2 separate regions of the Macaca mulatta genome follow, and region 2 is linked to region 1. The links are chromatin contacts, called in public Hi-C maps. All regions are on one chromosome and are shown on one strand. Each heading gives the region's core, a stretch centred on a gene start, on an enhancer-like site or on the middle of the called end of the contact. The rest is flanking DNA. Distances are from core to core; before and after follow the strand shown. Region 1 holds the start of SLCO3A1 (solute carrier organic anion transporter family member 3A1). Region 2 overlaps SLCO3A1 (solute carrier organic anion transporter family member 3A1).

The links. A called contact is a pair of places that touch in the nucleus more often than the background predicts.
Region 2: a Hi-C map of blood shows a contact between it and region 1, with 4 times the contacts expected there. The contact joins the enhancer-like site here to the promoter of SLCO3A1 in region 1. A contact is called at or near these places in 7 of 14 Hi-C or Micro-C datasets (CD4 T cells, blood, fetal cortex germinal zone and 3 more).

What each region holds. Positions count from the first base shown.
Region 1 is chr7:81,967,998-81,973,432 of T2T-MMU8v2.0, reverse strand. SLCO3A1 (solute carrier organic anion transporter family member 3A1) reads right to left here and starts at 2,684. Exons shown (of 11, transcript NM_001261477.1): 1 at 2,498-2,684. The coding sequence starts at 2,677. It also overlaps the pseudogene LOC100427722.
Region 2 is chr7:82,188,049-82,193,483 of T2T-MMU8v2.0, reverse strand. All of the region lies in intron 2 of SLCO3A1 (solute carrier organic anion transporter family member 3A1), which reads right to left. Among named protein-coding and RNA genes, the nearest start is that of SLCO3A1, 220 kb to the right of the region's middle. Within about 2 kb of position 2,018, at least 14 of the 40 cell types and tissues checked have an H3K27ac peak or open chromatin away from gene starts, as enhancers often do. A contact at or near this core is called in blood, where this site is marked.

The sequences.
Region 1 (5,435 bases), core at 1,435-3,934:
AGGAAGAAATCTGCCTTTCCTGCAAACAGCCTGCAATATTTCATTCTCCAATTATCCACAGAGAAGTCTCGCATGGCTGAAGAAGCAAACTTTTTTTCCCCATCTCCCAAATAACAGATGAAGAGAAAACTCTGAAGTGGCCCAGAAGAGCAAAGCCCACAGCAAGCTGAGTCAGTCAACCCTGACAAGCCAACTATTTATTTTCATGAGGCTCCGATGGCAAGGCAAAGACGAGGGCAGCCGGGCAAAGCAGAGCCCTTAGAGCCTTATGCCTCCACTCCTAGTAATCAAAATGAATTCAATTTCCTAGGCCTGTCCTCTCCTGGGCCTCCAGCTGCTTTCTGCGTCACCTGTTGACTCCTGTTACCCTACCCCACCCAACCAGGCTTTCCATCAGCTAAGGCTAGAAGTGCCAGGATGCCACCACCAGGTGGACCAAATTCCTCCTCTGCCTGTCATTCCCCTGTTCTGGGATTAAAGTCAACCTCCTATCTCCTGGGGCCAGCCCTGCCTTCAGAAGTCCACCACTCCAGGAGTACTCGGCTTCTTAACTTTCTAAAGGAGCTAGGTCATTCATCTAGTTGCAGACCGGCTTCATTTCTTTGTCAAATCCTTAGATCATTGCAACCGAAAAATAGTAAGCCCGTCTTTTTATCATTCCTGGGGTGAAAAGTTCTGTTGGTGTTTGCCACACATGAATAATGCACTCTACTGATCAAAACTGGTTTGAGGCAAACAAACCGTTAAACTGGAGGCAGCTGTTGATATACTAATTACCTCCTTTTAAACATAGACCCGGTTAGGTATTATGTACTTTGCATATGTCACAGTACAGACCCACATATATTTTATTAATGTGTATTTGCATCTCTGTAATACATGTACTTAAATATTTTAACAGTCAAATTCCCCCTAAGGAAAGGCTGATAAACTGACTCCCAAAACACAATTATCCCCTATCCCTCAAATTCCAAGGGCCAATATGTACTGTCTGCAACTGCATATTATAACTATAGGCACAATAAGTGTTATTTTATAGAACAGAAAACAAGGTGTGCTTTTGACTACAGGGTTCACTTGCAGTCTACAAGTTACAAATGCACAAGACAGAGACCGGGACGTAAACGCTTTTCGTCTCAGAAGGAGCAACAGAAATGTATTTGATTTTCAAAAGCCCTAAAATTGTCACCCCAGGAACAGAGCTGAGTTTGAAGACCTTCTCTCTCACAACCACCTAACTTACTTAACACCGGAGACCAAGCACTGTTTGTATTTCCCCTTAACAGTGAGCCCTGAGCCTTAAGAGATAGTTTATGAATGGTATAGAACCCCCAGCGTCTGGCCCTCATTAACTTTACCCCAAGGCCAGGAATGAGGGATTAATCATAGCATCAGGATACGCGTGGTTCTATCTCTAGATGTGGTTATTCAATGGCCAAAATCTTGTCCAATTCTATCTCCATCAAACTTGCTCAGGAATACTCAAAGTCTATGACATTTGATTCCAGTTGCGGGTCAATAGCCAAGTAATGATTTAACACTATAAACTCTAAAAAATTTTTTCCCGTTTAGACAGGACTGTACTCAGGTGTGGAAGCACGCTCTCTGGAACTCAAGTTGGGACCACCTGAGGAGGGGAGGCAAAAGCGACAAAGTAAGTACCTGACAGTGCTGAGTCATTACAAGCTGTTTCCTCTGAAATGTTATGCACCCATGGGCCCTCTGAGCATTAACATCCCCTTTCTGGAGGCAAATAAAATACATATTCATTGTGCAAAATGGTGCAACCTTCTGTGGGCGACAGACCACGATGGGGAATTTAGCACTAAGAGTGGATAGCAGGAACTACACAAACTCGCAGCTGCTCTCTAGGTACCGTAACTTTATCGCAGACGCTGAAAGAGGGCTATAGGGATGCCGAGTGGGAATAATCCCCCTGCAGCCCCGACTCAGGTCAGGGCCACACTAGGGAGCATTTTACTCTAAGCTGTTATATCCCCCTGTAATTGGCGGATGTAGAAAGCGCCCGGAGAAAATGATGCATAATAGATTTGTTCTCGAGGAGGATGCAATGGAGAGTAGAGGACGCAGGATGCTAACTGGTTTTTCTTCCCATGTGCGGGTCACCTGCAAACCCCGATTGCTTTCCTCTCCAAGGAGAGCCCTGAAGTCACCGTCTCGCTCGGCTCTTAAGCGGGTGAGAGGAATAGTTTTACGCCCACCTGCCCGCCGCCTCTCGTCCTCCAGCACCCCCAGCCCCAGCAGGGCGCGCGCGAGCTGCTACCGGCATCAACGGTCCCGCCCGCTACCCGCTCGCTGGCAGCCCCGGCCGGCAGCTCCCCCGGCGGCCGCCTCTGCACCACTCGCCAACCTCCACGCCGGACCGAGGTCATGCCCGCCTGCCCCCAGCGCCGGGCGGCCCCCTCCTCGTGCCAGGCGGCCGTTCGGGAGCCGGGCTGGGGAAGGGGCCCACGGCGGAGTTGGCTCAGGGACTCACCAGGTAGGCGCCCACCGTGCCCTGCGCCAGCATCAGGGCGCACTCGGACACCAGGAATATCTTGATGTTGGAAAAGCAGGACACCTTCTTTTTCTTTTTCTTGTTCCTCTGCGCCTCGTCCCCCTGCAGCTCGCCGCTCCGGCCGCCGCCCGACGAGCCGCCCGGCTTCTTCCCCTGCATCCTTCCCCCGCCGCCGCCGCCGCCGCCGCCGCCGCCGCTGCCGCTTTCCCGCTCGCCCCGGGTGTCGGGGCCGCTGCCGGGTGGGGGTGCGCGCCTCGAGGCTGCGTGCTGTCCCCGCCCCGGGCTCGCGGCTGCTGCCCCCGTCCTGCCGGGGCTGGAGAGGTGGAAAGCACAGCTCCTCACCGCCGCCGCCGCCGCCGCGCTCGCCCCTTCCTCCTCCTCCTCCCCCGCCTCCGCCCTCCCCTCGCCTCCTCCTCCGGCTCCGGCTGTGCCAATCACAGGGGCTCCTCGCGCCGCCCGCCGCCGCCGCCTCGCCTCCCGCGACCGCCCGCCGCTGCCATCGTCCGCTTCCCCTCGCCCGCCGGCCGCGCCTGCTCTCACCCCCTCAACCCCAGCCCCAGCCCCAGCCCCAGCCCGGAGGCCTGGGCCTGGGCCGCCGCTGCGCGCCCTCGCCGCGCCGCTCCCCGCTGCCGGTGCGCCCCCGGGGAGGGACGGGAGGCGGGCTTGGGACGCGGAGGGCGGCCCGGCGGCCGAGGCGGGGAGGGTCCGGCTGCCGGGAGAACTGGGGAGACCGGGAGTCCTTGCGGAGTACGGGGGGTGCCCCTGAGGGAGGGAGGCGGCGCCCGGCCCCTAGGTGGCGCTGCGGGTCATGGGGCCCCGCGGCGGAGACTGGCGGCTCTGCGCCGGGCGCGGAGATGGGGTTCGGAGGCGCCCCCGCGGGGCTCGGACCCGGCGCTTGGGAACCCCGGTGCCCAAGCCTCAGAGGGCAGGCTCTTCCCAGGAATGGAGAATACTGACTACCCAGGAAGGGTTTGGCGCGCGCTCTTCTCCGCCTGGGGATTTCTGGGGACAGATGTTATGCTCTGGGCCTTGGGGAGGTGCCAGAGGTCAGAGCTGCTTGAGGCTTCTGCCGCCTGCCGGTTTCTGCGCCAGCTCTCCCCGACCACAGAGGGTGTTGAAAAGGCCCCAGACCGAAAAGAGAGAAAGGGGAAGTTAGAGGAATACGTCGGGAGCCCCACGGACTGTTGGTGCCCCAGCCTCAGTGTCCAGGCGCTGCAAGATCGCCGCGGCCCCAGCAGAGGGCCTTGTCCGGCCCTCCATCCGCCCAGGGCCCAGTGGCTCGAGCGCGCAGAAAGCGGCCAGCCACAGGCCTGCTGGGTCCCCACCCTCCCCTGGCTCTGTGGCCCTGGCCACCATCCTCGGCCTTGACCTGAATGCCTGACCCATGGCAGCCGCTCCTAATTACTCCCCACTCTCACCGTTACCAAGGAGTGTGGGCCACAGGGCACTACCAATAGGATCTGCTAGTTGTCAACTGCAGCGTTTGGAAGCTGAGAGAAAAGCTCAGAGGACTGGACAGGTACCAGGAAACAGCACCTTCCACCTGGGCCACTGGGGGACTCAAGGAATCATTTAAAATGTTTTCCTTAATAATTGTGTCAAAGAAAATGACCCACTCTCCCAGGCTCCTGTGTCTAAATGCAGGCTCAACTTCAAAACTGAATAGCAATGAACCCTACCATATTTTTCCTTTTCTCCCGAAGAACTTGAATGGGAATAGAGGGTGTAATGGTGGAGGTGTTGTTTTGCCATGGCATTTAAATATAAACTGCTTCATCCTTCTGTGGCTCCAGACATGATCTCACCCAGGTTTGGTGTCGCTTTGAGATGCCCCCACCTTGTCTAGGCCACGTCCTATCTGAATTGGCGCCCTCCACAGAAGTCTCTTCCCATTTTCCCCACTTCCTGAATCACTGGCCACACCATTCCCAGCCAGTCCTATAATGAGAATCCTTACTGCCCCCTCCTTTCTTCCCCACACCCTCCCATTACTCGGAGCCAACTTTTCTACAGAATCTTTATGTCCCCTCTTTCCCTCCCCATCACTTTGCATCATGGGGTACCTCCCCACTTCCTCCTGAGAAGACCCTTGACAAGCTAGCTCTGTTCCCTGCCTCTGTGATGATAAGCTGCAAAGCTGAGCTGAGACTTTACTTGTCTATAAATGGTGACCCCATTGCTAATGAAATGTGCAGAGTGCATTATAGTCTTCAACTCTTATTTACGTTCTTTGTACTAAAAAAAGCTAATGTTTACTGTGTGCTTATTATGGCCAGACACCATTCTCAGTGCTTCAACCGCATTTACAATGTAAGCCTCACAACAATCCTCTAAACCGGATACTGCTATTAGCCTTGTTTTACAGATGAGACAACTGAGGCCTAGAAAGGTTAACCTGATCAATGTCACTTATCTAGTAAATGGCAAGGCAAATCTTTGAAAACCAGGGTGTCTGCCATCATAGCCCAGGTTCTTTATAACTACATACATATTATCTCATTTATCACCCAGTGTGGTTTGTCTCGTGGGGAGGCTGGGACTTATGTTGTTCCTCTTTTATAAAGCTAGAAAGGGACAGAACTTGCATCCATGTTCAGCCTTTTTTTTTTTTTTTTTTTTTTTTGAGATGGATTTTGCTCTTGTTGCCCAGGCTGGAGTGCAATGGTGAACTCTCAGCCCATGGCAACTTCCGCCTCTCAGCGATTCTCCTGCCTCAGCCTCCAGAGTAGCTGGTATTACATGCATGTGCCACCACGCTCAGCTATTTTGTTTTTTGTTTTTTGTTTTTTGTTTTTTTTTGAGACGGAGTCTTGCTCTGTCACCCAGGCTGGAGTGCAGTGGCCGGATCTCAGCTCACTGCAAGCTCCTCCTCTCGGGTTCACGCCATTCTCCTGCCTCAGCCTCCCGAGTAGCTGGG
Region 2 (5,435 bases), core at 769-3,268, 220 kb before region 1:
TCCACCCAGTCCGTCCTTCAAGGTGGGGATACGGAGAGCCTAAGAGATGAAGTGACATATCCCCAGGTCTCACAACTGAAGAATTGGAGCCAGAGGAGAGGCCACAGCCCACCCCAGACTCTGCTGCTCTGCCAGTGGTCTGCATTCCCTCCTACATTGCCAGGCCAGTGTTGTCCATCAGTAAGAGTGCTCTGTGCCACCAATCACTTTGTAAAATTTAGTGCTGGAGGACAATTATTCCAAGATGGGTGACACTTAGCTTCAAATGACTCCATTTTTGACATGTATTTTTTTCCCCTTACATATATTTTTTAAAAGGCAAAAAGGGAAGTGATTATAGCTCCCATTTCATCTAAGTCCAAACAACAGCCCAGCACGCAGAGCCCTCCACACTGTCCTGTATCTTCATCTGCCTTTCTCGTAGCCAAACGCGAGGATGGTGTGCTGGTGTGCTCTCTGAATGCCTGCCCTGCGGACAGTGGGCCTCTCCAGGCTTGGGCAACCTGTCTTCATTCTCATGCTCCCGGGCAGGCACAGGCCTGGCATGTGTGTAGCACCTGACTGCTCCTCAACCATCTCAGGTCACCTGGTCCCAGGACGGCATTTCCAATGTCCTGGCCAAAGCTCCCTGCTCACTCTCTAGTCCTCCAGCCAGGAAGAGTCCTGCTTCTTTCAATGGTTGTACTTAACAAATTCCCAGAAAAGGGAGCAAAAGGTTTTCTCTTTTTCCCTCTCACATGATTGCTTTTCTGTGTTCCTTGTGCCTCATACATATTGCTGATCTCAATTACTGACTTTAAAAGATGGATGTGTATATATATATTTAATTGTGATAAAATGTCTGTAACATAAAATTTACTATCTTAACCATTTTTAAGTATATAGTTCAGTATACCTAAAATATCTAACAGATGTTTTTAAATGGTGGAAATTTCAAATATAAAAGTAGAGAGAATAGACTAGAAGAACGAAGGCACAAATACCTCTCACTAGTCACAACCATCATCAACTCATGGTCAAGGTTCCATCTCTGCCCCCTCCCACTCCTCCACCCTTATGTCAAAGCAAATCCCGAACATCATTTCCTCCATAACCTTTGTGTTTTTTTTTTTGAGACAGAGTCTTGCTCTGTCACCCAGATTGGAGTGTAGTGGCCTGATCTTGGCTCACTGCAACTTCCACCTCCTGGGGTTCAAGCAATTCTCCTGCCTCAGCCTCCTGAGTAGCTTGGATTACAGTCATGCACCATCCCCCGCCTGGCTAATTTTTGTATCATTAGTAGAGATGGGGTTTCTCCATGTTGGCCAGGCTGGTCTTGAGCTCCTAACCTCAGGTGATCTGCCCACCTCGGCTTCCCAAAGTGCTGGGATTACAGGCATGAGCCACCGCACCCGACCCTCCATAACTATTTCAAGACGTGTTTTTGAAAGATGAAAACAAAGCTACAATACTATTATCCTATCCCCAACATTTAGCAATAATTGTACAAGGCTGTTTAACTTTCAAAGTCCCTTCACACGCCTGAACTCCTTTTAACTTTCGAAGTCCCTTCACATGCCTGAACTCCTTTACCCTCCAAACAATGGTACGAGGTGCCATCAAATCCATTTTGAAAGCCAGGAAACTTCGAGATGCTCAGAGAGGGTGAGTGATTTCTTAAGGCCCTGGATATTTCTATTTAGGCTCACGTTTTCTTTCCACCCTGCCTCTGCCTCTTTGGGAAAATGACTTGCTTGAAGCAGTCGGTTCTGAATGAGCCTGATGCCAACGCAACAGAAGAGAGTCTTCATCGTGCTCGACCTAATTCGGGTAGCCTACTAGTTTGGCTTCTTTAAACATTTTCACTTTCTTATTATAAAAGTATAAAAGTTACTGCAGCAAGTCATCTTAACTATTTCCCATTTTATTTTTAATCTTTTGTGGGCAGAGGCAAGAAAGGAACCAGGAAGTTATGTTGCCTGGGTGGGTTCTCAGCCACAGCTCCTGGGGAGGGCTTTCCCCAGTGATTCACTTGGTGACTCATTCATCATTTTCGCCAGCAGAGCTCGAGTGAGGGATGGGAGTGTTCAGATGAGAGGGAAGGGTGAGTGCAAAGGAATACTCATTGCTGAAGGCTGCCTCCTCCTCCAGCAGTTCCAGCTCTCATTCTGGGATCCCTCTGCCCCCAAGGTCCTGGTAACCTGTAGATGGGCAGGGATTTTCACAGAGCTGGAACCTAGAGTCAGGACTGGATCACGCAAGCCAGATGTAGGGCACCTGGAGTAGCACCTCCCTTGTGTAGTGAACGCAAAGACTGTCTTCTTTCTCTGGCTATCTACTACCAACATGAGTCCTTGAAGACACAGGTCACTGAATGAAGGACTGCAGGGCATGACCTTTCACTGAGAACTACCAAGTCTTGGCCCCTGTACATGAAATATTTTATTTAATTCTCGTAACTCCTACCACACTGCACTGAAATTATCTGCGTATCTATCTGGATTGGTCTATTAGATCAGGGTTCCTCAACCTCAGCACTACTGACATGACAAAGTGAGTAATTCCAGGCATGGGGCTATTCTGGACATTGTAGGATGTTCAGCAGCATCCCAGGCACCTGCCTGTCAGATCCTGGTAGCACCCTCTATCCCCCATCATGACAACCAAAAATATCTCCAGCTATTGGCAAATGTCCCCTGGGGGGAGCAAAGCCCCTGATTGAGAAGCACTGATTTGGAGCATAGATTTATTTCTCTTTGTCTCCCTACTTACTGCCCAGCACAGTGCCTGGCACAGAGTAGGAATCTCCAAATATTCATGAATCTCTAGGAATCACCCTGTGAAAGAGTTGTGTGACCCAGCGTGTTACAGATGGGGCGAACGAGGCACAGAGAGGTTCTGAATGTCTAGGGTCACACAGCTGTGAGTGACAGGGCAGGTAAGTCCAAAGCCTGCAGGAGGGGTGGGAGCTAGCAGGTAGCTCAAAAGAGGAGCTTCACTTGGGATCTTTCTGCTTTCTAGTTCTGACCACCAAAGGGATGAGGCTGTTAACACCATTCGGACAGAATATTCCAATGCCTGCAGCTGTTAATTAATAAGGAGCATGTTCAGAGGCTTGCTTTAGTATGAGGCCTCCGTGCTGTCTTGATCAAAGTGACTGAAGCATTGTGGCCCCAGCAAACACGAGAAGAGCAGAGTTAATTTTTAAAAATTTTTCTAGAAACTTAAACTCGGGACTAAATGATGAATGATAACTATTTGAACCAGGTTTGCCATATGAGGTGGCCAGAGGAAGCTCATGTATCCCAGTGCAGTTGGGCTATGAATGAATTTAGTTATAGAGCTGAAACGCCGTCTTAATTAGGTTTGGATTCTGCTTCCCTTTTCTGAAGAGGAAAGTAGAACAGAGTAAACCATCTGATTCATCTTTGAAAGTGGGAGTAAGGTGGGGGTGGGGGAATGGACTCATGTGGTATGCAATCTGAGAGCTAATTTGCTGAGCAGAAAAGTCTAATTTCTAACTCTATCACGGCTAAGTTTTCCTTCAAAACATGCTAATTATGAAAGACACAAATAGCTTCGTGCCGCTCTATCACGCCTGCACCATCTGATTTCGCTTGGCATATTATTAGGAGGTAGCCTGGCCAAGTACTGCTATGGTCTGAATGTTTGTGCACTCTTACTTGCCAAATTCATGTTGAAATTCTAACCCCCAGGGTGACGGTATCAAGAGATGGGGTCCTTGGGAGGTGATCAGGTCATGAGGGTGAAACCCTCATGAACAGGGTGAGTGCCCTTATAAAGAGGCCACAGGGAGCTGCCTCACCCCTTTCTGCAGATGAGGACACAGTAAGAAGATGGCCATCTATGAATCAGGAAGCTGATCCTCACCAGGCACTGGATCTGCAAGTGTCTTGATCATGGACGTCCCAGCCTGCAGAACCATGATAAATACATTTCTGTTGTTTATATGCTGCCCAGTTTATGGTATTCTGTTATAGGAGCCCAAAAGGACTCACACAGGTGTGATTCCTTCCAAGCAGGCTACAAGGGAAACCACAAATAGTAGTCTGCACGGATGCTTCTGGCTCTAGACATCCAGTTCTGAAAGGTGCAGCACCATCTGCTTGCAGTTAGACGATGCTTAAGGAGTCTTATTTAATGACCCAATTGATAACACTTGACACCAGGTTAATGGCTTTACCACATCATACGTGTACTTCTGATTGTGAATGTGTTCGAGAAGTCCAGTGCATTTGTGTTAGGAGGAAAAGAAGAGAAGCCAAAGAAAAAAGATTCCAGTTCAGTCTCTTAATATCATTCCCTTAGTCAACTTTCCTATGCTGTAAGAATAGTCTCACTTCTCCCTCGGGGATGTAGGCCACATGACCTACATGAGGGCTGAGGTGAGGGCAAGGCAGCCCAGGCTGAAGAAACCACACGGGAAGCAGAGGGAGGAGGGGATAGAACTTGGCCTCACTGGGGCATCACTAGGAATCCATCTCTCTCCTTAAGGCAAAGCTGGAGCAAACATCTTCCTACCCCTGCATGGTGTGCAGGGCTCTGGGTTCCTGTCCCTTGGCCTGCGGGAGCAGGGGGTGTTTGTGGCAACACAGCACTGGGCATGATGGTCTGCAAAAACATACTTCCTGGTTGCCACCAGTGGGACTGGTCCTCAACATTTCTCCTATTTAAGCTCTAGCTGACTCCCTCATCCTTCTCTCCTAATATTTACATACAAGGTGTGAAGAAGGAAACTCCCAGAAGACTCCCAGAGATACCCTAGGACTGCATATGAGTTCTCATTATGCTCCTCCATAGGCCTGTCCTTTAAGGCTTGAGTTAGGGAGTTTCCTATGCACAGAGAAGCTGCAATATTGAGAGATGGTACCCAAGGGAACTGGGACAGAAGGTCCCTTTGAAAACATAGCCACAAGTCCTCACCACTGCCCGCCATAGAGAGGGCAGCAGTGATGGTGACACTGATGACAACGGCCAACCTTGACAGGGCACTCGGCAGGCACTGGGCCCTGGCTGAGCACAGTCCTTGTAGTGTCTCATTTGCTCCTCAGCCTAATTCTACAAGACAGGCACTATTCTTGGGTCCACTTCATGGATAAGGAAACTGAGGCTCAGAGAGGCTTCTGTAAGCAACCTGTCCAGATCCACACAAACAGAGTAAATAGAAGAATATGGACTTGAACTCACCAGTAAGACACATTCCCATTTCTTGCAAGGAACCAGATGTGTCTTGTTCAAGAGTGTTCAGGTTTTGCATTTCTCAGAAGCTGTTTTGTTTAACAATAATAACTGAAATTGTGGCTGTTTACTGAGCACTTGTGACATCCCAGACCCTATGGATACATATTGTCATTCACTTTGTGAAAATGCCAGAAACAGGACAACAATTTTCTCCAATTTTTGAGATGAGGGTACTGAGGCTTAGAGCTGGTAAC